7 separate regions of the Mus musculus genome follow, and regions 2, 3, 4, 5, 6 and 7 are each linked to region 1. A link is a contact called in public HiChIP or PLAC-seq and promoter capture Hi-C data. All regions are on one chromosome and are shown on one strand. Each heading gives the region's core, a stretch centred on a gene start, on an enhancer-like site or on the middle of the called end of the contact. The rest is flanking DNA. Distances are from core to core; before and after follow the strand shown.

What was found. Promoter capture Hi-C pulls out the DNA fragments that hold promoters and counts their contacts. HiChIP or PLAC-seq counts read pairs in DNA pulled down with a chosen protein or histone mark.
Region 2: a contact with region 1 is called in an H3K4me3 HiChIP or PLAC-seq map of embryonic stem cells, with 8 read pairs. The contact joins the promoter of Scamp1 here to the promoter of Jmy in region 1. A contact is called at or near these places in 1 of 39 promoter capture datasets (liver) and 3 of 115 datasets of contacts at active chromatin or transcription factors (bone marrow-derived macrophages, embryonic stem cells and pancreatic cancer cells).
Region 3: an H3K4me3 HiChIP or PLAC-seq map of embryonic forebrain shows a contact between it and region 1, with 2.7 times the contacts expected there. The contact joins the enhancer-like site here to the promoter of Jmy in region 1. A contact is called at or near these places in 2 of 39 promoter capture datasets (the C10 cell line and pre-B cells) and 7 of 115 datasets of contacts at active chromatin or transcription factors (bone marrow-derived macrophages, embryonic forebrain, embryonic limb bud and 4 more).
Region 4: a contact with region 1 is called in a promoter capture Hi-C map of second pharyngeal arch cranial neural crest, with 5 times the contacts expected there. The contact joins the promoter of Thbs4 here to the promoter of Jmy in region 1. A contact is called at or near these places in 7 of 39 promoter capture datasets (the 3T3-L1 cell line, the C10 cell line, cranial neural crest and 4 more) and 2 of 115 datasets of contacts at active chromatin or transcription factors (cardiomyocytes and embryonic stem cells).
Region 5: an H3K4me3 HiChIP or PLAC-seq map of bone marrow-derived macrophages shows a contact between it and region 1, with 5 times the contacts expected there. The contact joins the promoter of Mtx3 here to the promoter of Jmy in region 1. A contact is called at or near these places in 9 of 39 promoter capture datasets (the C10 cell line, the HPC-7 cell line, cranial neural crest and 5 more), 1 of 484 Hi-C or Micro-C datasets (embryonic stem cells), 6 of 115 datasets of contacts at active chromatin or transcription factors (astrocytes, bone marrow-derived macrophages, extraembryonic endoderm stem cells and 2 more) and 1 of 9 other capture datasets (macrophages).
Region 6: a contact with region 1 is called in an H3K27ac HiChIP or PLAC-seq map of microglia, with 7 times the contacts expected there. The contact joins the promoter of Serinc5 here to the promoter of Jmy in region 1. A contact is called at or near these places in 1 of 39 promoter capture datasets (liver), 2 of 484 Hi-C or Micro-C datasets (CD8 T cells and embryonic stem cells) and 8 of 115 datasets of contacts at active chromatin or transcription factors (bone marrow-derived dendritic cells, cardiomyocytes, embryonic forebrain and 5 more).
Region 7: a promoter capture Hi-C map of hippocampal neurons shows a contact between it and region 1, with 8 times the contacts expected there. The contact joins the enhancer-like site here to the promoter of Jmy in region 1. A contact is called at or near these places in 7 of 39 promoter capture datasets (the 3T3-L1 cell line, the C10 cell line, embryonic stem cells and 2 more), 1 of 15 datasets of contacts at CTCF or cohesin (pro-B cells), 7 of 484 Hi-C or Micro-C datasets (cerebellar granule neurons, cerebral cortex, cortical neurons and 3 more), 13 of 115 datasets of contacts at active chromatin or transcription factors (astrocytes, embryonic forebrain, embryonic limb bud and 8 more) and 1 of 9 other capture datasets (embryonic stem cells).

Annotation. Positions count from the first base shown.
Region 1 is chr13:93,497,614-93,501,294 of GRCm38.p6, reverse strand. It overlaps Jmy (junction-mediating and regulatory protein), which reads left to right and starts at 1,487. Exons shown (of 11, transcript NM_021310.3): 1 at 1,487-2,993. The coding sequence starts at 1,989.
Region 2 is chr13:94,283,576-94,287,616 of GRCm38.p6, reverse strand. Scamp1 (secretory carrier membrane protein 1) reads left to right here and starts at 2,336. Exons shown (of 9, transcript NM_029153.1): 1 at 2,336-2,397. The coding sequence starts at 2,341.
Region 3 is chr13:92,731,536-92,735,382 of GRCm38.p6, reverse strand. No RefSeq gene overlaps it. Among named protein-coding and RNA genes, the nearest start is that of Gm41018, 26 kb to the right of the region's middle. Within about 2 kb of position 1,887, at least 22 of the 459 cell types and tissues checked have an H3K27ac peak or open chromatin away from gene starts, as enhancers often do. A contact at or near this core is called in embryonic forebrain, where this site is marked.
Region 4 is chr13:92,792,500-92,796,364 of GRCm38.p6, reverse strand. It overlaps Thbs4 (thrombospondin 4), which reads left to right and starts at 1,547. Exons shown (of 22, transcript NM_011582.3): 1 at 1,547-1,785. The coding sequence starts at 1,692.
Region 5 is chr13:92,842,587-92,846,451 of GRCm38.p6, reverse strand. Mtx3 (metaxin 3) reads right to left here and starts at 1,684. Exons shown (of 9, transcript NM_001162945.2): 1 at 1,585-1,684; 2 at 1,177-1,246; 3 at 755-831. The coding sequence starts at 1,665.
Region 6 is chr13:92,608,704-92,612,562 of GRCm38.p6, reverse strand. Serinc5 (serine incorporator 5) reads right to left here and starts at 1,425. Exons shown (of 12, transcript NM_172588.2): 1 at 1,276-1,425. The coding sequence starts at 1,302.
Region 7 is chr13:92,749,479-92,753,202 of GRCm38.p6, reverse strand. Thbs4 (thrombospondin 4) reads left to right here. Exons shown (of 22, transcript NM_011582.3): 21 at 710-849; 22 at 1,391-1,617. The coding sequence ends at 1,452. Among named protein-coding and RNA genes, the nearest start is that of Thbs4, 43 kb to the left of the region's middle. Within about 2 kb of position 1,267, at least 55 of the 459 cell types and tissues checked have an H3K27ac peak or open chromatin away from gene starts, as enhancers often do. A contact at or near this core is called in cerebral cortex, cortical neurons, forebrain and 3 more, where this site is marked.

The sequences.
Region 1 (3,681 bases), core at 238-2,737:
GCTATGAACTCCCAGAGATCTGACTGTCTCTCCCTACTGAGTTGTGGAATAAAGGAGTGGGCCACCATACTTGGGTCTCTCCCAGCGTTTTCAAAGGTGCTTTTGATTTGCACGGAAGAGCTGACACATATGTACAAGCTTTGAAAATATGCAGCTCATTATAAGAATTCCAAAAGGTTGAAGTCATTTTTATCTTTTTCTGAATCTTGCTGTGTGTGTGTGTGTGTGTGTGTTTGGTCCAAGAGTAGGCATGGGTTTCAAAGCAGATGTTTAAAGTTTAAAATGTTCAGCAAGGCGGTGGTGGCACACGCCTTTAATCCCAGCACTTGGGAGGCAGAGACAGGCAGATATCTTAGTCCGAGGCCAGCCTGGTCTACAAAGTGAGTTCCAGGACAGCCAGGGCTACACAGAGAAACCCTGTCTCCAAAAAACCAAAACCAAAACAAAAAAAAAAGTTCAGCCAAGAGATAGGTCTAAAACTTTTGACTATCAATTTAGATGTCAGGCCAATACAAAACTGTGTGTAGCTGACAACGTGAGGGTGACTCAGATGATTTTCACACGTTTTAGAAATGTGGCTTAAAGTAAAAGAACTAATTCCTATTATACATTAGTGCCTGCTTGATGCCTTAGACACTGACAGGAAAGATGACGCCAATAATATAAAGTGGATTATAAACCTACTAGACAATATTAGGAATGTTTCAACACAATTTAGTATGAATAATTGGATTTTTCTGGCTGGTTTTTGAAACAAGGTCTTTTGTAGCCCCTGCTGGCCTTGAATTACCATATCTGGTTGCCTCTACTCACCAAGTGTTGGGATTATAGTTATGCACTGCCTTGCCAGGCTGATAAAAACTTTTTGTTTGTGCTTTCTGGGAACTCTGATAACTGAATACAATGTCAAAACTTTAGTGCAGTGACTGCCCAAAGAGATTCTCAGAACAGTACACAACGAGGAAAGCCGAAGCAATAAAAGAAGGATAAATTGAGACAAATGTTCACGCTCTTTAGGACGTGACTGAATTTTCCTACTGTTTTCGTATTCTCCTGAGTTGTTTTGCATACATGTCTAACTTAAATTGTGTCTGAAGGATGTCAGGGGAGAATGGAACCCTTTGGCTTAGCCTTGTAAAGCAAGGCAGAGTTCCCGGACTGTTTAGGACGCGTCTGAACACAGTTGGCGATCCAGATTCACTTAGGGTGAAGGAGGGCTACATCAAGGTCCTTGAACAAAGTCTCAGAGTCCCTCTGCCTTTGCTCCTCTTGCCGGGGGTTCAAAGCAACCTGTGCGGCCGGGCACACCAGTCTCTCATCTTGCAGAAAAGCGTCATCCCGCAGCCACAGACTCCGGGCCGGGAAAAAGGGGGCAGGGCTGGGGCCAGGAACGCGGCGGCGCGCAGGCGCGGCTGGAGGGACGCGGAGGGGGGCGGGGCGCCGCCGGGCGGGCGGGACGCGCGCCGCCGCTCCCGTTGCCGCTGCTGCCGCCGCCGCGTCAGCAGCGTGCCGCACGTGCCCGTGTTTACGTCCCTCGTGGAGCCGCAGACGTCACAGCCGAATGGCAACATTGTGGCGACGCTGAGACTAGCGCTTTAGGAGTCTGCTTTCTGGTTCTGGTTCTGGCTGGCTGGGCGCTGTTGGCCGGGGGCAGAGGGGCGGCGGGGAGGTAGGCCCCGGCGGGCGAGCGGCGGACGCGCGCCTCAGCACGCAGCCCCGCGGCTCCGCGCAGGCCGGTCCGGCGGCCCAGGGCCCTGCGCTGCGGCAGCGAGCGGCTTGTAAACAGATCCGGCCGCACGTGACCATGTGAACTACCTGCTCCGGGCCGCGTATTGTCTCTTCTGAGAGCCGCACCACAAAGGAGCCGGTGGGTGAGCGGCCGGCGCGCTAAGATGGCTGCAGGCGCCCCGCAAGGGTGAGCTGGGGGCGCGGCCACCGCGGAGACTCGGCCGGGCGGGCGACCCCCCTCGCCGGGCACCGGAGCTACCATGTCGTTCGCGCTGGAGGAGACACTCGAGTCCGACTGGGTGGCGGTGCGGCCCCACGTATTCGACGAGCGCGAGAAGCACAAGTTTGTGTTCATTGTGGCCTGGAACGAGATCGAAGGCAAGTTTGCTATAACCTGTCACAACCGGACGGCCCAGAGACAGAGGAGCGGTTCCCGGGAACAGGCGGGGACGCCCGCGTCTGATGGGAGTCGCGGTCCGGGCAGCCCCGCGGCCAGGGGTCGGTCAGAGGCCGCTGCCTCTGCTACAGCAGCGCTCCGGAGTCCCGGGCCACGGAAAAGCCAGGCCTGGGCCGAGGGCGGCTCTCCGCGCAGCGCGCGCAGCCTGAAGGGGGATCCTCCTCGGGGTCCCGCGGGCAGAGGACCGGAGAGTCCTCTCCGTAGCCCCGCGCGGGCTAAGGCCAGCCCGCTCCGCAGAAGCGCCGAATCCCGAGATGCGACCGCCAGTGCCACGCCAGCCCCGCCGGCGCCCCCGGTGCCCCCGGTGTCGTCGGTGCGGGTGGTGAGTGCCTCCGGGGCGGTCTCCGAGGAGATCGAGGTCCTGGAAATGGTGAGGGAGGACGAGGCGCCACAGCCGCTCCCGGACTCGGAGCAGCCGCCGTCTGCCGCGGAGCTGGAGTCTCCGGCCGAAGAATGCAGCTGGGCCGGGCTTTTCTCCTTCCAGGATCTGCGAGCCGTGCATCAGCAGCTGTGCTCGGTAAACTCCCAGCTGGAGCCGTGTCTGCCGGTGTTCCCCGAAGAGCCGTCAGGCATGTGGACGGTGCTGTTTGGGGGCGCCCCCGAGATGACCGAGCAGGAGATCGACGCTCTATGTTACCAACTCCAGGTATACCTGGGCCACGGCCTGGACACGTGTGGCTGGAAGATCCTTTCTCAGGTTCTTTTCACCGAGACGGATGATCCGGAGGAGTATTACGAAAGCCTCAGCGAGCTGCGGCAGAAGGGCTATGAAGAGGTGCTTCAGCGGGCCAGGAGGCGCATCCAGGAGGTGAGTGCGGAGTCCGAGCAGCGGTCCTAGTTTTCACGTCTCACTGCCAAGTGTTGGAGCCTGGGTTTGGGGTCTGCGAAGTGTCTTCTTTTCTAGCCGCGGGAAAAGGAAGAACAGGAGGGCTCCTGATCGGCTTTCTTTACTTATCTCAGCGATGGATCTTTGGGAAGTTTTGAGTTTTTTTACCCCTCCAAAAAGTACCCAGTTTACTAAAAATACAGGTAGAGATAAAAGCATTTAGAAAAACAGGTATTCTGTAATCTTAAACTAAATGAATGTTACTCTCCCCCTAAAGTAGCTTGCCCAGACATTAGCTCTTCTTTCAGGGTGTCATGTTTATGTACTGAAAATTGTTGTCTTACCGATCAAAGTTGATCTGCTTTTGTTTGCCTTGTGTGCTCTGGCAACATAGGTAAGTATGAAATTTTACTTTTCAGCGTTTTGCGGTGCTCAAAGTGTACCACTGAACTACACCCAGCCCTAAATTTATTTTTTAAAAAGTGTGTTGACTTGACCAAATGAGAATTGACATAAGTAAGATTTTAGACTATGAAGTCTTTACAGATGGCTCAAGTTTCACTCCTGTTTTAGGGAGAAGGTAGGTCAAGGGCAGGAATGCTTTGAGCTTTTATATGTAGTGTGAACACTTTAACATACTTCTTGAGTCTTTAAATAACAGGAAATAAAG
Region 2 (4,041 bases), core at 1,087-3,586, 790 kb before region 1:
ATACCCTGTTTCTCCAGTGTCAGGACAGCAAGAGCTTAAGAAGGTTGGCAAGACTGAGGGATAGGTGTGGCATTAGAGTGTACGTAATAATGTTGAGAATACAAAGTTGGTAGGAGAAGACAAAACCACCACCACTAAACAAAGTCAAGCCGAATCCATGGATAGTTTCGGTTGTCAGTCTGACACACATAGAACCATTGGGAAGGAGGGGGCTTCATGAGGGATTGCCTGAGTAGTTTGGCCAATGGGCATGCTGCACAGGACTGGCTTGGTTATGTTAATTGATATAGGAAGAGCCAGACCCTCGTGGGCACCATCATTCCTTACATTTGAGTTAATAGCTGCTCCAAGTTCCTGTCTTGATGTACTGAAACAATAGACAACTTGAAATGTGAGCCGAATAGACCTCCTTTCTGTTGGGATTGCTTTCTGCCAGGGTATTTTAATGCCAGTACTAGGAAACAAAATCATAACAGCCCATAGTTATGTTTTGAACCTGTTTTAGGAATTTATACACAATAACATTTATATAAAGACCTTTTTAAAAATGAAGATGCAGGGTCCCTATTTGGGAACCCTAATGCAAACTCTTGGGGCTAGGAGACGCACAGGCCTGGGTGTCTGCCCAGGAACTCCGTGGGGTTGGAGCAGTGAGTGCATCTTTAGCTTAAAAAAAAAGAGAGAGCGAGAGAGAGTACAGTTGGAAATTTCCACCAGGCATTGCATGCTCAGCTGATCTCTATGGGCTTGGAACACAGAAGTTAAGTATAATAGTCTGAATACTTGAGTCATCTGGGGGATCCTTGGAAGGATTGAGAGCCCAAACAATGGGAATCAGCTGGATAAGGTCAGGTTCAGGAGAGATGAGACAACCCACAGAACAAGGGGCAGGGTAGGTACCCTCGCTGTTTGCACACGTTCAGCCAATATTTACCTGGATTTAAAGACATGCGGGGCACGTTTTACGCAGTTTTTCATACTTATTCTTTAGCCTCTAACACTCAGAGAGGTTAGCACAGGAGCACAAAGTAACTTTTGTAGTTGAGCTTGGATTTCAACAGGTGCTGAACCCTGAGTCAGAACCAGGTACAGGCAGCTGCCGAGGATCTGGGAGCAGAGCCCCCAATCTTAGATTCTTTCCACCTTGTGGTGATCACTGTTGGATGCCTACTTCCTAATTAGTTGGCTGCCTTAGAAGCAGCTGCTTTGTCATCCCAACCTGGATTCTACCAGACTACAGCACGTTGTGCGTGGGTGGGTGGGTGCGCTTTCACATTGGGGAAAGTTATTATTGCCTAGGTGACTTTGCCTAGCGCAAGGCCCTCAAAAAGCTATGGATAATTAAATCTGGGTTTTTCCAGTTCTTAGGTCCCTGCCAAATAAAAATAATTCTGGGTTCACCCAAGTGCCCTTCTGTTAAAAGTGGAAGGAAGGATAGAGTTGAGAAAGCCATGTCCTCTCAACAAGTTCCGGGTGGTGCAATGACTGATATGTCATTTACTGTAGTTTTCAATAATCATTCCCGGCACTTGGAAGAAAAAAGGCAAATATTAGGAGGTGTGTATTCTGCATCCAAATGCCTGAAAATAAACGTCAACAATTTCTCTTCCATTATCAGTAACTTGAGGGTCTGGGTCGATAGACTCTGCCACCTACTCGGCCGTCCCACGTGCCCCCACCCCCCATTATTTATGAGTGGGGAGGGAGGATGGGAGACAGAGGCTGCCCCCCCCCCCTCCCCGCAGTGAATGTTGCCTTTTCTTGGAGCAACTCCGGATCCTCAGCGCGAAGCCGCTTTCCGTGACTTCGCAGTAACCTGGGATCGGAGGACCGGCTGGGTTTCCCAGGTTGGGGTGTGTCGGGCAGCGATGTTTTAAGTTGCTTTAGGGTTCCTATCCTCTCTGGGGTCTGGAATCTTTGGTGTCTGCGGCGGATGTTTTCGCACCTCAGCTACTCGCTCTCCAAGTCTTGTCTCCCCCACCTGCCACGTGGGACCTGCGCGCACCGTCCTCCCCTACACAGGCCACCACCCCTTCCCCAAGCCGCACTAGGTGGGTCCACGGCCCGGGGCTTGGAACCTGCCCTCCGCCTGCGCTCGCCCTTCGGTCGGAGGCAGAGCCCGGAGCGCAGATCCAGGCGGGAAGGGACGGCCGGATGGCTGGGCGCCGCGGGCCTCCGCCGCACCGGGCATGCTCAGTGGCACGGCCGGCTCGGTGGCCCGCGAGCTGCACCCGGATCTGTGCGGCGGCGGCGGCGACGTGAGCGCGCAGGGGGGCGGCGGCCTCGCCTCGTCTGTGTCTCGGCGCCGGGCTCGGGTGGGTGACGCGCAGTGCCGGGGCAATGTCGGATTTTGACAGCAACCCGTTTGCGGATCCGGATCTCAACAACCCGTTCAAGGTGAGCGCCCGGCCGCGGCCCTGGCCCGCGTTGGGCGTCGCGGTGGCCGTGGAGGCCCTGTCGGGAGGGTCTCGGGACGCAGCGTCACCACTGGCCGCGCCACCAGCCAGGAGGCTCGCACCGGGCCGCGGACCGGCCGGACCGGGAGCCGGGTCCGGAGCGGAGCGGGGCATGTGTGGCCGCCACTAGTCCGGTCGGCACGGCGGGCCGCGGGGCGGGGGCCGGGAGGCCGGGGCGCCCGGGCTGGGGTTGTCATGGGGACCTGGCACCGGCGCTGCGTGCCGGTGACGGCCAAGGTGTGCGGGAGAGAGGCGCGGATACACGGACGCTGCGATAAAAGGATAAAGGGGTGTTTTTTATTATCAAAACTCGGTTGCTCCCAGAGCCACCAGTGGCGCTGCCAGAGGCCCCCTTCCCCACCGGGCCCAGTTTAGGGGAACGGGCATCAAACAGAAGTTAAAAATAAATAAACATCTGGAAACAATAGTGCACACGGGCATCTCCCCACCTAGCTGCTGTTAGGGAGGTGGACCCTGGGCCATTTTCCAAGCTGGGAGTGCGTCACCGGGGATCCGAGCTGTTTGAGGATTCCGTTCCTCACGTGAGTGAGCTCTTTCCTTCATGGAGTGGACCTGATCGGATCCCAAGCCTCAGAAGGGCTTGGCATAGAAATAAATGCCTAGGCAGGCCATTTAAATGTTAGGCATCTGCTCTAAAATTTAATGCCGCGTCCGAGAACTTTGCCTTGAAAAGTACTTTGGTTTTCTTAAAGACTGTGAGGCATAGCAAGGCAATTTCTTCCAACTGTTGGCTTGGTTAGTTCTTTCTTAATTGCTCTGACTGTGTGCAGCTCAAACTTTAATTTGTAGTCTCAAAGGTGAAGTAGGAACTAATTTGTGGGCACCCAAGTGCTGCTTCTGGCCTGTTGGGTTTACCTCTTTTTAGTCCTTTTGTGGCTTACCTGCAATATTGAAGCAAAAGGCACCCCTGTTCTGATGGTTTTAACCTCATGTCTTCATGAAGGATTCTTTTAATGAAGTTATCCCCCTTATACCTGACAGCTGGACTCATTTTGCAAAACTACAGAGAAAGCTGTTATGGTTGAGTTGACTGTAACTTTCAACACCTGGTCCTCCCGATCTATTCATTTGCTTTTTTGTTTTGGTTTTCATTGTTGTTTTGAGACAGGGTCTCACTAGGTAGTGTACCTGGCTTTGGAACTTTCTTTCCTTCTACCTCAGCCTGCCAAACTCTGTAATTGCAGATAAAAGGCTCAGGTACACTTTAAAGGGCGGTCCATGCTCCCTCAACCCCCTGAAGTTTTTGTTTCATTTACTATTGGACTCACTTCCATGTAGTGAAAATTGGATTATTCTGATATTATGGATATCCAAAAGAAACATTTCATAATTTGTCAAGTGAGTGTCATTTAAAAATAATTAGAGATGAAACATTAAGAGCCCATTAGTCTCTCCTAACTTAGATAATTCAGTGATGCTGTTTTTAAGCATCTAACCACAAGGCTGTTGGTTTTATATCTGGACATCCAGTTCACAGTTCCTTTCATATTAGTCTCTTGTTAGGGCAAGATCCTAGCTTCTTATCACAAATTGATATTTTGTAATATGTGATCTTACCATGACA
Region 3 (3,847 bases), core at 638-3,137, 770 kb after region 1:
GAGGTCTCTGGGGATCGTGGTGCCCCTATGATGGTTAAACATCCAGGTTCTTTCTGTGGTATCAGAAACTAAAACCAGGGCATCTCCATAACTGCATGCATACTAACCAAGGGTCTGCATTCTCAAAAGACAAGCTAATTACATAATATAATTAGCATTATGGTTTTAGCTCTCACCTCAGGCAGGGGCTTTTTAAGAGGATCATGGACTTAAAAGATAGATCTGGTCCAACCCATTTGGAAAGCAAAAAGGGACCACCTTGACACCCATCTCATAAATATTCATAGAAATTTCTTTAAAATCCACAAAGTGGGCTGCTAAGATCCTTTGGGTCCTTCAGCCTCTCTCGAGGATACTTTCCTTTGCTTTGCTAAACAGACTTCTGCTTATACTGTCGCTTGGCAGAATTCTTTCCTCCAAGAAGACAAGAGCTAAGGAGAACCTTCACCAGGTTACAGATACAGAAGGTTCAGTATCATCCTGGTAGGGCCCACAAGGCGATCAGTCCCCAGAACAGAGCTCACCTGGGCCAGGCAAAGTGTCTGTCCCAGAATGGCTGGGCAGAAGTCCCTTGAGTTCCACAAGAAAAGGGCACCGCCTTCTTCTCCAATCACTCTGGTTGTAGCTATGAAAGTAATGGGTGCTGTGATCAATTTGGCCACACTTTTGGACTGGATTTTACCCCATTTTGAATGTGAGTGAGTGAGTGAGTGAGTAAGTGAGTGAGTGGTTCTCTGCTTGTCTATACAAGGGAAAGCCCATTGTCTGCCTGCTCGCCCAGATCCAATTTGATCATTAATGCCAGTAGTTACACCTGTGACTATAACAATCATATTGGAAAGCCTAGAGACACATGCTCACCAACCACACCATGTACAAGCTGGGGCAGGCCTCTGAAGGTAGCACCCCAAGGCTGACACGTGACCAGCACACTGAAGTGCGGGTCGTGAACCTTACTCTGGAGAAATGCCGCAGTGGAGGACCCCAGCCTAGGACCCTGGCTCTAACTCAGGCGCACTTTCTCCTGCTGGTGCCCGCTTCAAAGTGGCAATTCCAAACGGCCTATCATCTGGATCTGTATTTGGCAGCTCTGTGCATTCATTAGACATTTTATCTGGTCCCCTACAGAGAGTCCCAGTACATCAGCTCTCTGAGCTCCTTGAACACGGCAGCCTCTTTATTCCTGCCTGAGCCATTCTGTAGCCAACATCTATCTGCGGCATTATGTGAGGTGCGGTGTGTGGTCTGAGAAGTGATACCGGTCATTAAGATGGAGAAGAGAGAAAGAGTCGTGGTCATCGGTGCCTATGAGAGAAGACCCACGGCTGGGCCTTGGCTCTGGTGAGAAAGACCAACAGCCGGTGCCTGGCATGTCTCCGGGGACCTGGAATGACGTGTGCCTGGGCACAGCTTGCATCTCTGGCCCAAGAACCAGCTGGCACCAATAGAGCAAAGAGAGGGTCCCGAGTTTGTTCAGCCAGCTGGCAACATCCCAGCCCTATCTATCCCTCAACCATCTGGAAAATGGAAATGAGACCTCTGCTTGCTACCGAGTTCCTGGGATTTACTCATGAAGCCCCCACATACCTAGAGGAGGCTGCCCTGGTTTAAACTCTTGCTCGGCCTCTTTTGCTCGAAATAGCGAAAGTGACCCATAAATCGGTGCTCTCTGCCAGCAGCTGTGAGGGTCCTTGCCATTTCTGCTCTCCCACCCCATTGAAGGGAAGCCCCCTGCAGGCTCCTGCTGTGGGCCAGCCTCGTCTCTGAAGCAGAGAGTCCAACATCAGATCCAGCGGCTTTTGACTGGGGCTGAACGTCTGCTAGTATGGGTGCCGCTCCTTGCTCTATGGCGCCCCCTGGCTCTCAGCCAGGTTGCCCTGAATGCATATTCTGACTAGAGACAGGGAGGCAGAGCTTCTGCATGCCCCACATGCTTCCCGATCATGCAGATGTCACTGGTCCAAGTAAGAAGTGCTAGACAGCACAGCGGGAGGAAACTTTAGCCCAAAATGCATTCACATAGAAAGCTGGGCTCCTGGCCTAGCTGCTGGGTTAGAGCCCAGTGTAACGTTCTCTTAGATGTTCCAGACTGTGCAGAAATGGACCAGAAAGCCACGTCACTTGGCCTGCCCATCATTCCTCACGGCAGCAGTGGCACACAGCCTCGGAAACTAGGTGGCATTTAGCTGGGTATTCAAGCCAGACCCAGCAGTTCATCTTCAGTTGGGACTCTGGGATCTGTGGCCGAGGACAGCCCTGTCTAGGAATGTACCTGAAAAACACCACAGTCCTTTCCCTGTGGCTTTGCTAGACTTACCCGCCTCCCTCACCCACTCCAGCTCCAACAGGGTCCGGCCAAGCCTGGGGTGGATTCCTTCTGGTTAATTGCTTTTTTTCCTGGCAGGGTCTCTAAGTTCATGGAATCTGCCTCTTGTCAAAGGCAGAGTGTCAGTTGACCATTGAGCACAGGCTGCAGCTAGTCATGGGCACTCATTTTTCATTAGCAGCTCTCTTTCTTCTCCATACTTACTACGGTCCTACCACTCACTTTAGAATGTTCAGGAAAGTGGTGAAAATAAGACTGAGTCCGACATCAGATCCAGCTCCCTGCCAGCCTGCCCAACCTCCTGGCCTGGCCCAGCTCTCAGACCTGGATCAGTGTCCACCGTTTGGAAAATGACTTTCCGATCTGTGCAGTGTATAGTTGTGATTTGTATTCACGTCTGCACAGGTTCCACCGCCCCTGAAAGTTAATCCTGCAGCCTGCCATGCTGATCTGCACAGCCTTTGCCCGTTGCCTTTGGTACTGGACTGTGAGCTCCCATGACTTTCATCCCAGCGTTCCCAGGACTGACCCTGGACGAGCACACCCTGTGCCGGTTTTTCCAGCTACCCTCTCTGTGCTGCTAAACGGTGTGAATTCAGATACACAATCGATCACTACTCCACTTGATACGAAGTTGACCATCCACAGAAGCTTGCTGTCAAGTGGCCCTGTCTAGGAGTTGTGCACACCGTTTTCAAGTGAATGGGGTAGACACAAAATCCCATCTTATAGAGCAGGAAAATGTCTCTGCAGCTTGCTTCCCTCCATAGGCTGGGGTGGAGGGGTGGAGCCATCCAGTTCCCCATCTGGGTGAGAATTCCTCCCTTTGAGAGGTGTAAACAATGTCTACCCTAGTCCCAATGACAAGGCAAAGATAGATTCTGCCCAAGTTCACCCTGGGGGACCAATGAGCTCATTAGGCTTATTTACAGCGCATGGGTGACATTAAGTCAGCCCATTAGGTCTGTGCCAAGCATGGATGACAACTGCCATGGCTGCTCAGAGAGAGGCTCTCCTATCAGTCTTTCCCAACCTCTAGCGCCTCACTGGATTCCCACCCCTTCCACACGCCCAGCATGACCAGTGTAATGTATTCCAACGGCTGAGAGCGGTAGCCAGACACACAGGTGACAGCCAATGAGCCTCCCCCTCCCTCCTTCCACAAGGTGAATGCCAACAGTTAACAGTTCTAGCTGCAATGACTTTTCAAGCAGGCCTAGCTGAGCTGATGATAACGGCAGCTGTTTTGCTTGGAGGACAGCTTTCTGCTGTGCTTGATGGCCGGACTCCTTTGTTAGTAATCAAGAAGTATACTGCCCTCATCTTCCTTGTATCTACATACCCAATATAATAATAATAATAATAATAATATAATATAATAATAATAATAATAATAAATATGGTTCTCAGCACCAATGTGAGAGTTTTACTGAAATAATTTTCAAGAGACACTTCACCATTGAGCGGGGCTAGGAGGAACTAAGCTGATAAAATATTATGCAGGATCATTGTTGCCTGGTG
Region 4 (3,865 bases), core at 298-2,797, 700 kb after region 1:
CTATGTGTGTGTGTGTGCGCGTGTGTGCGCGCGCGCGTGTGTGTGTGTGTGTGTGTGTGTGTGTGTGTGTGTGTGTGTGTGTGTGTGTGTGTAACCTCCTGAAGAAGATTCTAATGCACTCATCCAGCTAAATGTTGGCTTTTAAACGTGTAAATATTCATACACTCTACACTCGCTTCAAGGAAAACTTACTCTGAGCGAGTTGTACGGAGCATTTAAAGGCAGAGCTGTTCTGTCTAAAGGCAGAGCTCTTCTGTCTAAAGCATAGGCTAGAGCCCTCCACCCCTCTAACCTTGAGACTCAGTTCGGAAACCTGGAGAAAATATTCCAAAGTCTGATCCATCTCATTATTGCATAGGGACGCATACCTGCCCCTTTTGTGTGTTTTCAGTTCTAACTGATAGGCATATGGTGACCCATTCTGCCTAATGCACTAGATAAAACAACATTACAGAATGCCCAGAGAGGCCTTTATTAGACACCAAAGAGAAGATTGCTGAGAGGACAGCTCAGATCTTCGACTTATTAGCTGTAAACACAATCAGGAGTGGAGAGGGATTGGAGATAGAATGGTGGGTTAACCACCCAGCTGGTGGTAGATAGCTTCTACAAATGGAATGCTTTGAGAATACAGATGAGATAGGTCTAGAAATCCTCTGAAGCCCTCTGCACTGGTGGGGATTGTTACACAGGGAATATTTTTACTGCCGCTTTTCAAATGTTTTTCCCTTTAGTTAATCCATGACACCCTCTGAGGGCTCTGCCTGGGAGGAAGAGGGGCCACTCCAGTGCCCCTGCTTTGTCTTCCTAACCCCATAGCTTCAAACTGAACCTTTAGAAAGTGTTGTGCTGCCCAAGGTGGGTGCACAGCCCTTTTGCAAACTGGCCTGAAGTAAATCATCCATGAGACTCAGTATCTCCATCTCTGCCTAACTGTCTGCGTGGATACCTTGCGACATTTTTATTTCCAACACCCCCGCATTAAATAAATAAATAAATAAATAAATAAATAAATAAATCAATCCTTTCCACTTATCACTCTTTCTGTCTCAAAACTTGGTGGAAAAAAAAAAATTCATCATTTCAATTGTTCAAGGAAAGCTTGTAGAAATACACAAATCCTGTGGGGGAATCAGCAGTCAAGACCAGTTGGGAAAGCAATTAAAGTATTTAGAGACACGTCCAAGTGATGTTTCTCTAAATAACATAAAAAGTAAGAGGGAAAAGCATAGAGGTGCTCAAGGCTAGGGGACCAGAAGAGGCCTCCTCCGCTGTGGCCCTCTCTGCCCAACCTCTGTCCCTTCCTCAGCACACTTCTGTGTCTGCCCACCCCTTCCCACTGTCCACCTCATTCCATTCCGTCTGGTCTCCACACCAGCGTTTCCCTCGGTGGCCCACGCTCCCGGTTCCCGCCGTCCCCGCTCTTCCTGGCAAATGGGGGATCCTGGCCAAGGGGGCCGCCCTGACTCGGTCCTCCCCCGCACCCTCCCCCCCCCCGCCCCCCGGGCGGCTGGACCATAAAGCGCGGGCTGCGGCCGCGGAGCCCAGCAGCCAGCGCCCCTCCGACGGCTGCGCACTGCCCTGCCCGCCACCTGCGCGCTCACTGCCCGAGGCCAGCAAACAGCGCCCTACGCCGGCAAAGCCACGCCACATTGTCGCCTGCACAGCCCTCAGGGAGCAGAAGAGTCACCATGCCGGCCCCACGCGCGGCCGCGGCCGCCTTCCTCCTGCTGCACCTGGTCCTGCAGCCGTGGCAGCGGACGAGCGCCCAGGCCACACCCCAGGGTAAGTGGCTTCCTTTGGTCCCCTTTGCATCCAGCTAACTGTTGCTGTCCTGAGATCACCTAGAGGGGCCAGTTTTGCACTGCTCTGCCTGGGCTCCTGAGGCCTTGCCATGCACCTCTCTGTTCCTCCGGGACCAGAATGGAAGTACATCGTTATTGAAAGTGATGAGGAAAGTCTAGAATTTTCTCCAATTCCTTTACCCAACCACAGGACCAATTCCTTAAACTATAGTTTGGAGGGGGGTGCAAACTAGTTTTCATCATTCACTGTAGAATGTGCCACAGGGTCATTGGTCCTCTGGCAGGGGTTGAAATCCTGGTTGTCTGAAGACCAGTGTCTGTTCCCTCCAGTCCCTTCTCTCAGGGAAGCCCTGGCACCAAGTGGCACCACCCGTGAGCAATGCTGCTTTGCTCCACCCGCCTTCCGTGCTTCTTACAATCAAAGGTTAGCTCCCCCCCTCCCCCGGACTCAGTGTGGTTACTTGAGACTCTTTAGAAATCGATCTTTTTCTGTGAAGAGGCAAAAAAAAAAAAAAAAAAAAAAAATTCAATATTTGACAGGGAGTTGAAATAATTTTCAGGTAGAAAGCACTTACGGCTAAGCAAAATTTCGTATAAAGACCACAAGGAAGCAATTACTACAGCCAGGAAGGATCTCGGGGCTCGGGCAGGCTGTGCACATTGGCCTTCCTCGTGACACTGGGCACCTGGATTGGTTTACTATGGACGAGAATGAGGAAAGCCAGAAGCAGCACAGGAGGAGAAAAAGGTTTCCTTCCCGAGGCTGAGCAAAGCACGCTGAGCAGGCAGTCTGTGTTCCCTTCATGCCACCACAGTGGCCACCCACTGCACCCAACAGTCCAGAGGTTATTTTCTGTTATATAATATCTTCTGTTATATAAATTCTTGACATTGGAGCACACAACTTAGTGGTGTAGGTTAGGTTTGGATTCTACTTCTTTAGACCAGACAGTGAAGACTTGCATTCAAGTGATATAACCTAACTTATCCTGTTAACTTAGTTTCTGCAGACAATCTGATTAAGTCAGGTGTCTGGCAGATTCTTTTATAGAATTATCAAGTCGGCAATCAGCAGCTCAACTGATTTAATTCACTTATCTCCTTCTCCCTCTGGGCCAGGCTGCTAGCCCTGAATGAGCAGGTATTCAATCCCCGTGCTCATCGGTAGCAGTAATTTCACCTCTAACACTAGAGGCTCATTGCTCAGATCCTGGTACTTCTACTGAACTGTAATAGCGTTAGGTAGCATCTTATTTCCTCCTCAAAACACTCTCTAAAGTCATTGCTCACTTACCCAAGCTCAGACTCAAGAGCAGCAAATGAATCAAACGGGGAGCCAGGCAGACTGAAGCTCTCATGGAGAGCCAGCAAGATCACAGGCCGGATCGAAGTTGGAGCCGGCATGAAGCATCAGGAGTCAGTTCAGAAGACAGTTCTCAGACTCTGAATTTATGTCTGTCTCCTGGAGGTGCCTTATCTAGAACGGAGTTTTCAAGCACAACACTTTATCCAACCTTATCCCCCATTGGTGGGAATGATACATTTTCAATTCTTTAGAAATTATAAACCCGTTTTTGTAGCTTGAGGATGTGGGGCACTAGAAGGATAGGTGAGATGTTTTGCTTTTCAACTCAGCTAGTATTAAAGTCGCTATTATGTGAGGGCTTCTAGGGGGAAAGAAACAGCAGAGAAATAAATTATCTGTTTAAAAAAGTAGACATTCTCAAGTAACTACGGTTTTTCCTGTTTGCCTTAAATTTTTATTCAGTTTTTAGTAGAAAGCAACACTTGTTCATTGTAAAAACCAAACCTAACCAGAATTGCCAGAAAATAAACAACAACAAAAAAGTCTTATACAACCTAGAAATAGCTACTGTTAATATAAAGATGTTATTGAATCAACTTTTGTTTCAAATCTTTGTCTAAACAAATAAATCACTAAAGACAGCAAGTTATACGTATACATAACTTTGTAACTTTTTATAACTTTATCATGAACAAAAATGTTCTGTATGAAATTAACTACATTTCAAAAACATGGGCCAAAATTAATTTAGTCT
Region 5 (3,865 bases), core at 435-2,934, 660 kb after region 1:
GTATACCCGTCATGTTTATAGGAATCATTTTATGTTTAAATATCATGACTTACTACATAAATATTTACACTTCACACACTTTAGATACGTGCTTTCATAAGGCGTGTAACTATCAGATAAGTGCTTTTTTAAAGTAGAAATACAAAACTCAGTATTCAACTCAGTGGTAGAACGCTTGCCTACCAGTGACTACAAGGTCCCGTATTCAAATCTCAGCATAAAACCAAACCAAACCAAACAATAACAACAAAAGTGATCAAATAAAATAGTTGCCATATGATGGGAACTCGGGTGTCACACTTAGCATGAAATGTATAGTAACAACAGGACTAAAGTGATAACATTATCAACAAGAATAAGTCTGAATAACTAAATTGAATCTTATATCCTTTTCAAGAAATTCACAATAAATACATTACATATACTTCATTAAACTTCCAGATCACAGTAAAATAAAATGCATGCCTTTCAGCACCAGTAAGCAAGTCTTTGTTTCTCTATTGTCAAGATCCAGGCATTCCCAGTTGCCCCAAAAATTAAAATCACCTTATAGTGAACTAAAAATAAGTCATACAGGATGCCAGGTGTAATTGTCACACCCACAATTCTAGCATTTAAAGCCAGTCTGTGCTGCACAGTGGCAGCATAGATTAGCATGTAACCCAGTCTGAAATAACAATAATAATAATAATAATAATAATAATAATGAGTAACATGCAGAAAACTACCTACTTCTTCTAAAGGAGCTACCCACCTGTTTTCTTAGAAAGTTTAGAATTTTTGCAGGCTTAGAAACAATGCTGTCTTCAGTTGTCAAAATTGGTACATCACCTATAATCAAAAACAATTTACACACAAGCAAACACCGTGATTTATTCTGAAGATTACAATGCCTTAAAAACTACACCAGTTGGCACATGGAAGAGTATGGGTATAAACTTCTGTGGGCTTTACAAAGGGCAGCACTAAAAAACATTTTCGTCTCTCCAATTTTCCAGGTTTGTCTTGTACCTTTAGTTCTTACTCGAAATGACCAAACACAACCAACACACAGCCAAGGTCATTCTAAGAAGCTAAGACGCCCCAAGTACTCTTGGGCTATATGGCTGTAATGCAGAAAGGGATGCAACTGTTGAAAAGGGCAGAGAGGGGGGCGTTTGAAAGCTTATACTGTACCTCTTGACCCTCTCCAGGTGTTATCTATAATATTGATTTTCAAGGGCGCGCCAGAAAACTTGGCATAAGCCTGAAACAGAGTTTGCAATAAGAGATTTTAGACACTGAGAGCAGGCTTGCAAGGTCTGCAGCACGGCTCTGACTGATGCACCCTCAAAGGCAGCCTGAGGCTGCCCACGCCCCTCCCCCGTCCGCCATCGGGGACGCGCAGGCTCCCCGCTCCTGGGGACCTCGGATGCAGGAGGCAGGGCCTGAGGTTGCGGGGCCGCGTGTGTGCTTCTCCAACTGCAGGAACAGCGCCGCCGGGCCGCCGGGACCTGACGCTTGCAAGCGGCCCGCCGGTCTCCAGCGGAGCCCGCGGCTAGCCAGCCCAGTCCTCCCGCGCCCTGGCCCGCGAGGCGGCCTCACCAGCACCACCAAGGACTCGCTGTGGACCGAAGGGAGACCCCAGCCTCCTCCCCAGCAGCTGAGCTCCATGGGGGCCGCCATCTTGCCGGGGCTGACCTCTGTCACCCGGAAGTACTCGTACCGCCCACTCTCCAGCACGTGGAATGGAGGGGGGCGGGACGAGGAGCTGGGACTGACTCCTTGGGGCTTTGGACAGAGTCAGAAAGGACAGCAGCAGGCCTTTGAGAGAAGGTTTAGCAACCAGACTAGGAGCTGTGCCGGAAGGGAAACAGACCTCCTAAGAGTCCTCCAAGTATTTATTGCATTCAGTATTAATGTACAACAAAACTTGAAAGCATCACTATGGTATATATAAATCTGTACAAAAGTAGTTTAAACTGACATGGAGGTCGTCGGTACAAGTTTGCGATGTTCAGTCATTGTGATGGTCCTTTGCCTGCCTGCCTTTCCAGTCTCAATTTCAGTTGGCATTCTTATGTTAATGTGATTCAACCTCATTCAAAATTAACCCTGTTCCTAAGTTTTTAACAGGGGACTCCAACGTGCACACTCCTTTAATTCAGAATGGCTTTCCTCTCTAGTGGCTCTCCCCAAACTAAGTTTAGTGTGGCTGGAGAGGTTGCTCAGTTAAGAGCAGTTTTTGAAGACTTGTCTTGGTTCCCCCAACCTACGCTGTGTTCACAGTCATTTTACTCCAGTTCTTTGAGACCTGAGTCCCTCTTCTGGCCTGTACCGGCACTAGCCCTTCACGTGGTGCATACGTGCAGGCAAAGCACACACATAAAAAGATTTTTTTTTTTTGAGTTAAACTTAGCTTTTTCAAAATCATGAATTTCTTCCAGCTTCCTGAGGCTCCCTGTATGCACTTGAATTTTGAATTTTGCTTCTGTCCATATTCACAGGCCTTTTGCCATCCACTCTACAGAAGCTCTTTGTGGCTTCCTAGGTGTGGGGCCAGTGAAGACACAGAAGGTCTTGTGTTTAGAAAGGCTCTTCATTCACGTCATGTTCTGCTATCACTCTCTTGAGGTCATAATCTTGGTGCAAAGGGCTCTGCACTTTTATTTTAGACTAAGCATTGTAAGTCATTCAGCCAGTCTTGTCTTTGGACCTAATGGGCATGCACTAAATATTAATTTCTCAGAAAAACCATTAAAGAAAAAACTTGGCAATGTGGAGATTTGGGCATACTGTTTGGATCTCAGAATCAGGACCTGGGAGCTGTGTGATTTTTATAGACAGAACAATAGTCTTTCTGGAACAGCCCTTTTGATACATCTTTGGGTTTTCTATTTTCCTCTATCACAAGAAGATGCTAGGGTCCCCTTCAATTGAAACCTATTGCCGTAACAATAATATTCAGCAACATTTTCTAGGCATTTTTCTGCACAGTAAGGGGGCAACTCTCCAAAATTACAGTTCTGATTTCCTAAAGTCTTTTTTAAATATTTTGCCTCAAAAATAGTATATCTCAAAAATGGAAAGAAAAGACATTCCAATCCTAAAAGTCCATTAGTCACACTTTTTAAGTAGGAAATGCTTAGCAAATGTATAGTTGAAACTAAACAACACATTTATTGAGCAGAGAGTACATCTGAGGTACTAGGAGGCTCTGGAAGAATACATAGATGGATGTGGAGTGTCTCCTTAGGAATGTATAGTCTACAAACCAGACATTACACATAGGTAAATATAAAAAGCCATTGTTCCACTAAAGAGATGGCTCGGCTGTTAAAGGCTAGGTTACAACCAAAACTATAAAAAGCCATTGTCACAAGTAAATGTAGAGATTTATAAAATATTAACAACACAGAGGAGGAACCATGCATCACTGTAGGATTTTTGGGGGATGGCTGGGCCCCCTTCATATTAAGAAGGTAACTTAACTTTCTGACTCAGTGTAAAGGAAAGTTCATGCTTTGAGAAATAAAATTCTAAGCAATAAAAATAAAGCTGAGAGTCTGTATCCTACAATAAGACATTTTAAATCAAATGCTGCAGTGAGGATGTGGGTTCTCTGTGTCTTGTTGGCCACTGAGGTGGTGGGTGATCATTCTTTGTGGACACATAGGTGATTACTTAGTGTGACCTTCTCTCCATTGCTCCTGCCACTTACACTGATTTTATTTGCATTAGAGAGAAATTTAAATCCATTCTCTTATTAAGTTAAGGCAAAGAACACCATTTCTCCCAATCTGATAAGAAAATTCCTTCTTACAGGTTTATGTGTGCCTAGTTAATAGCAATCTTTGTGTTGCTGTAATTCCTTTTGAGATTCTGT
Region 6 (3,859 bases), core at 176-2,675, 890 kb after region 1:
ACTATACAATGAAAAGGGTTGCATCAAATTGAAGAGTATCACAAAACAACCAGAAAAATGGACTTGGAGGTGCTGCTCAAAGAGCACTTGCCTAGAACTTACAGCACCAGCAAAGAGAGAGAGAGAGAGAGAGAGAGAGAGAGAGAGAGAGAGAATGAATATTTGCAATTTTCTGAAAACAATCTTTTCTGCCCCTCTTGGTCTAAAAAGCCTGAATGGGTCATATTCCTTCGTCCTTCCTTTCCAGACATTGAGGGGACGGGCATCATTTTACTCAAACCAAAAAGCCCCACTTTCCTCATTTCTGAAAAATGCCAGCTTGACATACAGGGCCACCTCTAAGAGGACAGGACTACTATAGGCCACTAAACCTGATGGGTCCAGAGACACAGCTTAACCCCCTACAGCACGTACAGCTGGCTCCCATTGTCCTGACGTTCAAAGTAAACAAGACCAGTCCTGCACCTGAATGCCCACCCACCGCGATCAGATTCGAGGTTTTGTTTTTGTTTTTTATAACCCCTTAAAACCTAACAAAAAGACAACATGGGAGAAAGACATCCAGATGGCTTTACCTAGTTCGCTGTTGTTTTTCTAACCCTGCAGGAAAAAAAAGGGAAATTAGCATTAAAGGGCTAAAACCTAATAATTCTCTCCAGTTAGGAGCCTCCTATGGCTTGGATATCGTGAATTTAACTGGCAAGATTACAAAACAGGTTCCAGCAAGATGAGTTGCAAAGAAGGGAGCGAAGGCTCGTGCCCAGTCAGGGTTGGGTAGGGTCCGGTCGGTAAACCCATAAAGCAGGGCTGAGCCTTCCCTGTGCCTAGACTTGTGTCCGGGAGTTTGCAAATCGGATATCCAGACGTTCTCGTGAATACAGAGCCCCATGTTCTAGACCTGGAGATGCCAAACGCGGCCGCCCTGCTCGGACTGACCAGTTGTGCTCGGAGTACAGAAACAGAGATCTTGTCCAACCCCACGTTTTTCCTGGATTTATCCCACAGGCAGTGCAGTGGCAGGAGAGCTACGGAACTCAGAGCCACTACTCGAGGCTTCGACCGGAGGTGACACGTCCTGGGAACCGATGGGATCCTCAGCTCCAGACCCGCTCGCCCTGCCAGCCCGGAATCCCGGAGGCCGAACACCGAGGTCGCTGGGGTTGCCTCTCGGGCTTCCCCGCGTCCCTTCCCGCCCACAGGGTTTCCAGAACTCGAGCTTGGCTCGCGTCGGTGTCCGCGATTCTGATAACCCGCGCGGCAGCCCGCCTCGCTCACCTGGCCAGCACAGCACCGGGCAGACATCACCGCGGCCGACGACCTCGCCTCGGGGACGCTGCCCGCTGGGCCCGTCACTCGGGCCCTCTCGGCTTGGTCCGCGAGCGCGCGACTGAAGAAGCTCGTCTTGCTTCCTATCCCCGAGCCCAGCAGCCCAGCTGAGAGCCCCGTACCCTGGCCCGAAAACAACCGCCGCCAAGCCCCGCCCCACAGGCTCCGCCCTAAGACCGCCCCGAGTGTAGGTTCCGCCCCATATCCTAGGCCCCGCCCCTTGAGCGGCCCGGCGGATGGCTATGGCCCCGCCCCTTTCCGGGCAGCACAGTGGGCTTCTTCCTCTCTGGCACTTCCGCCGGAGTTAGACCAAGGGAATGCAGTCTTTACAAGCTCTCGGGTTTTACTGACCCGCCGGGTTTCGCGGCGCTCCTCCGCCCCGGATCCAGTAAACTAGATCCGCTTGCCTTTGGTAGTTAAAACCGTAGCCCTAGAGGAAGACTCCCTCCCGAATGCCCTGCGCTGGTCCCTCCACGAGGGCGCCACTGGTATGGGACTGCGATCGCCTTACTCCTCAGGCATCTACCAGATCCACGTTCGGGAAACCCCTCTGTTCCCGCACCCCCTCAGATGCCAGGTCTCCCCAGGCGCCTAGCTGTTCCACCTGCTGTTCCCGCGGAACTCTGACCGAGAGTCGATCTGGGAACCTAGGTTGGGGTCCTAGTTGCCTCTCAGCTGACCCACGTTGAAAGGAGGATTCCAACATTTGCTTGTTGGATGCCAAGGGAGTGCCAAGTTTTGCTCTCTACCTGAATCTCTTCTCACGGTTACTTCAAATGTAAAACCATTTCTGTTAGTATGATTTTTACACCAATGCCTTTTTGGTTGGAAGAGTATTTCAGATAAACATTGCTGTACCCGTGTGAGGAAAGTGACAGCGGATAAGTAACTTGAATAGCTTGCCTAAAGCCTTGGGAAGTGAAAACGCCTAGCTGACAATCCTAGCCTAGCGTCTGATCCTCAGGCACAAAACCCAGGACTTGACCTTCCCTGGACAGAGCCTTTGCCTATAGTGTCTTGGGAACTTTAGGAGATAGAAACTAAAAAAAACTGTTTTTGATAATCCGTGCTTTAGTTATTACCAACGCTGAATCTTCTGGCGTCTTAGATCCAGGAGTTTAGAGTAACACACACAACCGAGCCCTACTTGGCGGTTAAGAAAAGTTATGAAGACAGTGGCTGTAACTAAAAATAAGAAGGTGTGGGAGGAGCAACCTGCTGGGTGGCAGCCTGTAACTCAGAGCCAGGACCTCCGCAGGGCTTCACAGCGAGCTCCATTGTTTGCTGCAGGGCGGTCACTAGACTTAGAACTTCAGCCCCTGGGGAAACCGGTCTGACACCAAGAGTTTGTCTTTGTGGGAACCGACCAAGAGGTGGGGGAGGGGGGTAAACTGTCCAAACCTTTGAGCTGGAACTTACCCACTCTTTTAGGAGACCCCTCACCCAGTGTCCCAGTGTCACTGGATTAGGATCAGAGACCTCGTAGTGGACTCCTGTTTTGCTTTTGTTTGTTTGCCAGCCCTATGCAAGCACTAGCTTGAGGGTTTCTGAGTACTGATGTCACTATCCTAGAGAGAGCATGCCTCTTAAAGACCTGGAGAGATAGGGCGTGGAACTCCTTTGTACAGAACTTCCCAGCATGCATGAGTTCCTTCCCCAACATGCCAAAAATAATAAATAGTTTGTGGACATGTCAAATGTACACTAAGATACCCCCCCCCAAAAAAAAAAAGTTAGCAAAAGCCTTAACTTCCAGAGTCAGGAAGTTGCAAATTCTTAGCTTCCCTAAGAACAGGCTGGATAACATGGCCTCTTTGAAGCTCTGGCTTAACCATCACTTGTATTCATGCGGGTGTTTAAATGAAATGAAAAAAAAAAGTGATTTGTGATTTTTGTCTTCTGGCCTCAGCCCCTTCAAGAGTTGTGCGGACTGTGGTGCAAACATGTGGCATGTCACGTACAGCCAGCTTTACTGTTTGTGCTTGAGGTAGGATGCTTGCCTGGTGTGCACTCAAGTTTTCTGAAGATGCTATGTGGTGCCTCTTTCTTAGCACAGTAGTGTTGAAGTCTGGCAGACTAGATGGACCTTCATGATTTTGCAAAGATGGAATATTGTAGATTGAAAAATCAAAGTTATCTTTGGCTTGTTGGACCCCAAATATGGGGACCCCCACTCTAGTCCAGGGACAGGAAGCACCCACGAACACAAGAATCCTCTCTTGTTGTAACACGCACGAGGTTTTATTGGCAGAGCTCTGGGCCGACACGTACCTCACACAGGAGGCAGGGGAGTCGATCCTGGGGCTCGGAAGCTAGGGGTTTTTAAAGAAGCAAAGGGTTAGGAGTATGAGGAATTTTGACAAAGGTACGGGATTGGTTCATTCAAACAATAACAGAAAGATTACAGGTCAGCAAGAAGGGGCATCAGGGCTTTGTTCCTGTGGGCTGGGAGCTTATCTTTGTTCACATAACAACCAGTTGATGTATGGCTTTACCTGGCACCAAGGGGTAATAGACAGAGGGGAGGTTATGG
Region 7 (3,724 bases), core at 18-2,517, 750 kb after region 1:
CAAATCCCAGCAACCACATGGTGGCTCACAACCATCTGCAATGAGATCTGATGCCCTCTTCTGGTGTGTCTGAAGACAGCTACAGTGTACTCATATATAATAATAAATAAATCTTAAAAAAAAAAAAGAAAATGATGCTCAGGGTAAAACGCCATTGCCTCTCCGAGGCGAGGCGCAGCTCACCTTCCCCATGACACTCCACAAGGGTACAGAGCACAGGGCAAGCTTTGGCTAACTCACTCCGGGGTATTGAAGGCTGGCATCCAGGGGCTTCTGTCCCTCAGTGCTACTATGACAACTGAAATTGCCCCCACAACTGCCTAAAGCTACTGATCAAGGCTCTGAGAGTCCACCAGTGAAATCAGCTAGACCAAAGAAGAAAGCGCAGGGCTTCTAGGTACAGTATCCAGAGAAAATAACTCACAAGACAGTGAAGCCACAAAACCACTTGTCCGTGATGTCAAGCTATTTTGTTTTAATTCACCAGCAAGTACCGATCCAGGAACTATGCACCTGACACCATGCTGGGCCTGTTAAAAACCAAGTTAGGGAGCCGTGGACTCTTGGTTCCTGTCCTGGGGAACTTCTAACCTCACTGGGGAGGGACCAACTAGAGTTAGTGGAAAACAACATGTCTGAATAAAGAGGTAAGTACAAGAGTCGGAAGTGGCACCATGTTCCTCACCGTGGACACCTGTGCTCTCTGCAGGGTGCGCTTTTATGAAGGCTCGGAGTTGGTGGCTGACTCTGGGGTCACCATAGACACCACCATGCGTGGAGGCCGACTTGGTGTGTTCTGCTTCTCTCAAGAAAACATCATCTGGTCCAACCTCAAGTACCGCTGCAACGGTAACCTTCATGCTGAGTGCCCCTCAACAGCACAGGGGAGCAACCAAGAAATCTTATTTCTATAACATGCATCCTCCCACCCCGCCCCCCCCCCCCGCCCCAAAGCCTCACCACCACGTGCGTGATGGTGATGTACCCTGCATAACATAAGAGGAAGGCAGAGCCAGGCTTTCCTGCTTCCCAAATCTGAAAATTGAAACCCATAGAATTTAACTGCATGTTTTAGAGTTAGGGGTTCGGTGAGAAATTCCGTCAGTTTAATTTACAGGCAGCCTTTCTTTTTCATTAGACTCAAACATAATCACAGACTAAAAAGGCACTCTGCCTGCTAATTTTCCCTAGGCCTATGAATAAGCCCTGCTGGGCTTTAAGCCAAGGATTTGCAACAAAGCAACCTGAAGTAGAAAATGGCTGCGAGCCTGTGGGAGTCTCAGGCGAGCTGACAGCGCCCCCTACAGGAGGCCTGGGCGGCATGTGGTGGCCATGATTCCAGCCTGGAAGGATCCTCATTAACTAACTACCACCCCGATTCTTGTTGCAGACACCATACCAGAGGACTTCCAGGAGTTCCAGACCCAGAGTTTCGACCGCTTGGATAATTGAGCCAAGAAGCAATCCCACAACTGCCTTCTCAAACACCAAAAGCAACATCTTTTTTAAAACTTCCTATAATTCTCTTTATATTATCATGGCTTTTCTTTTACCAGCCCAAATACGTCAAAACTTTTTATATGAATGTGGAAATAAAGAAGAGACTATTTCTAATAACCATGGTGCTCAGTCGTTTCTAATGGAAGCTCAGGCTTTGGTGATGTGTGTTGTTTTCTGAGGAATCCTTGATAAACTTACCAGATTGGTTTTATTCCCCCACCCCCACCCCCTTGAGTATGTACTGTGTGCCACGGAGCACGGGTATGAACCGGACAGCCAAACCAAAGGTCATTTCTGGGGTGACCCTATTTAGTGCCATGCTAAAGCCTGCTTTCTGTTCACACAGACTCCTCATTCTTGGAATGTAGTCTCCAGGGAAGCCCCCCACCCCCACCCCAGGCTTCGGGAGGAGGTGACATCCTGAGAAACCTGAACTAAGCTTGCCTTGTTCTTCTGACACCCTTCCCTCAGCCTTTCTGTCACCTCCTTCCACAGACACTTACGGATTTGGCTCCCCCTAGCGTCCTGTGAGTCAAATGGAAGAAAACAGATCTTGTCATTCTATGTCTGTCACTGTATTCAGATCCCACAGTACCAGGCAGGAAGCAAACAGCCAGTAAGCATTCGCTGGGCAGTGAAGGGAGAGTGGCTGCCTTTGAGGTAACAAAAACAGTGGGATGTAGGGTCTGGTGACAATGACAGTAGAGCCAGTCACCATGTGTACAGGGCAGAAGCTTTCTGCAGCTGTGTACTAGCCGATACTTTCCAGTAGTCAATCAAGATACCCAGAAATTTTATAAATCCCCTTGAGATTTAATTCTAAAGAAGTTTGGCAATTTATTTTATTATTATTTTATGGTTTTAGATGGGTTCTCATATAAACCAGACTGGTCCCAAACTCTCTGTGTGACCAAAGATCACCGTGAGCTTCTGGTCCTCCTGCCCCGACTTCTTCATACTAGGTTTAAAGGTATGCATCATACCTGGTTTCGTGTCCTGCTAGGTATTGAATTCTAGGCATACTAAACCAGCTGAGCCTCAACCACAGCTCAGCAATGTATTTTTCATTCCCATAATTCCCTAGAGTATCATAAATTATAAACATTCCTCCCACTTTTACCATGGCTATAGTATTCAGAGTTCACATGGCTGCCAATGACTCTTCTCAATCTCTGGGTGAAACACATCTACAGCCCTTCCTAAATTCCGAAATCCCTGGGCAGGGAGGGGGACTCAATGACAGGAAATGGTTACCTTTCAAGCACCCCTCTTTTACAGCTAACACCAAGGTAGCTTCTGAGCTCTACCACTCTCATTCTTCACTCTATAGTACAGGTACCTGTAGAGCTATTCGGATGCTCTCGCTCTGGGCCTCTCGGTGTTTTACCAGGCACTGTGAGGAAGGTTCCAGATCTTCTTCTGGAGAAATACTTCTTATCACTGAAGCCTATCAAAGCATGTACACAAAATACTGTCATCCACTAGGCAGGCGTGTTGTCTGATCAGATCTAGGGAGTCTAGGTTTAATCTTTGCAGCATCCTTCAGATCTCACCTTCTTCCTGTCCCCTCTTGTGTGATGTTCCCTCTGCCTTGGTGGGATTGATATAGGTGTCTCACTGAGAGCTGAACACTCGGACAGTCAATCTCGGGGCTTTGAAGGGTTGAGGCTCCTCTGCTTCCACTTCAGCTGGAGCATCCCTGGTCAGGGTTGACAACAGTGCCAGTCTATAAATGCTTAGAAGGCAGATTGTCAACATGTCAACGTATTGAAACAACAATAGGTTTCCTCTAGATCCTGTCATCTCCCAAGCTCTTGACCAGGTTTACAATACCGGACGTGAATTCCCTCCTGTGCGGCGGGCCTCCCATCATCCAATTAGAAAGCAGATCTTTGCCCCCCATAACCTTCATATCCTGTTGCACCAGTACAAACATTTTGCATGTTGGGGCCACTACTAGGGAAGACCATGGACATCTTTTCTCTCTTGAGAAGCCTGCATAACACTGTGAAGGCTAACAGACAGGGAGGAGGTTTTCCGGTCAGTTCTAGCTCTTTCTCTAAGAGATCCTGTAAATCCAACTTGATATGAATGGTCCCGGAGTTGAAGCAGACACAATCACTCACTATGTGAAGTCATTCCAATGTTTGTCCTGTCCTGATTGCTTCCAATGCTTAGGGTGGAGGAGACATCGCTGTGAGGAAAGCCCATGCCTGGGTGAAAT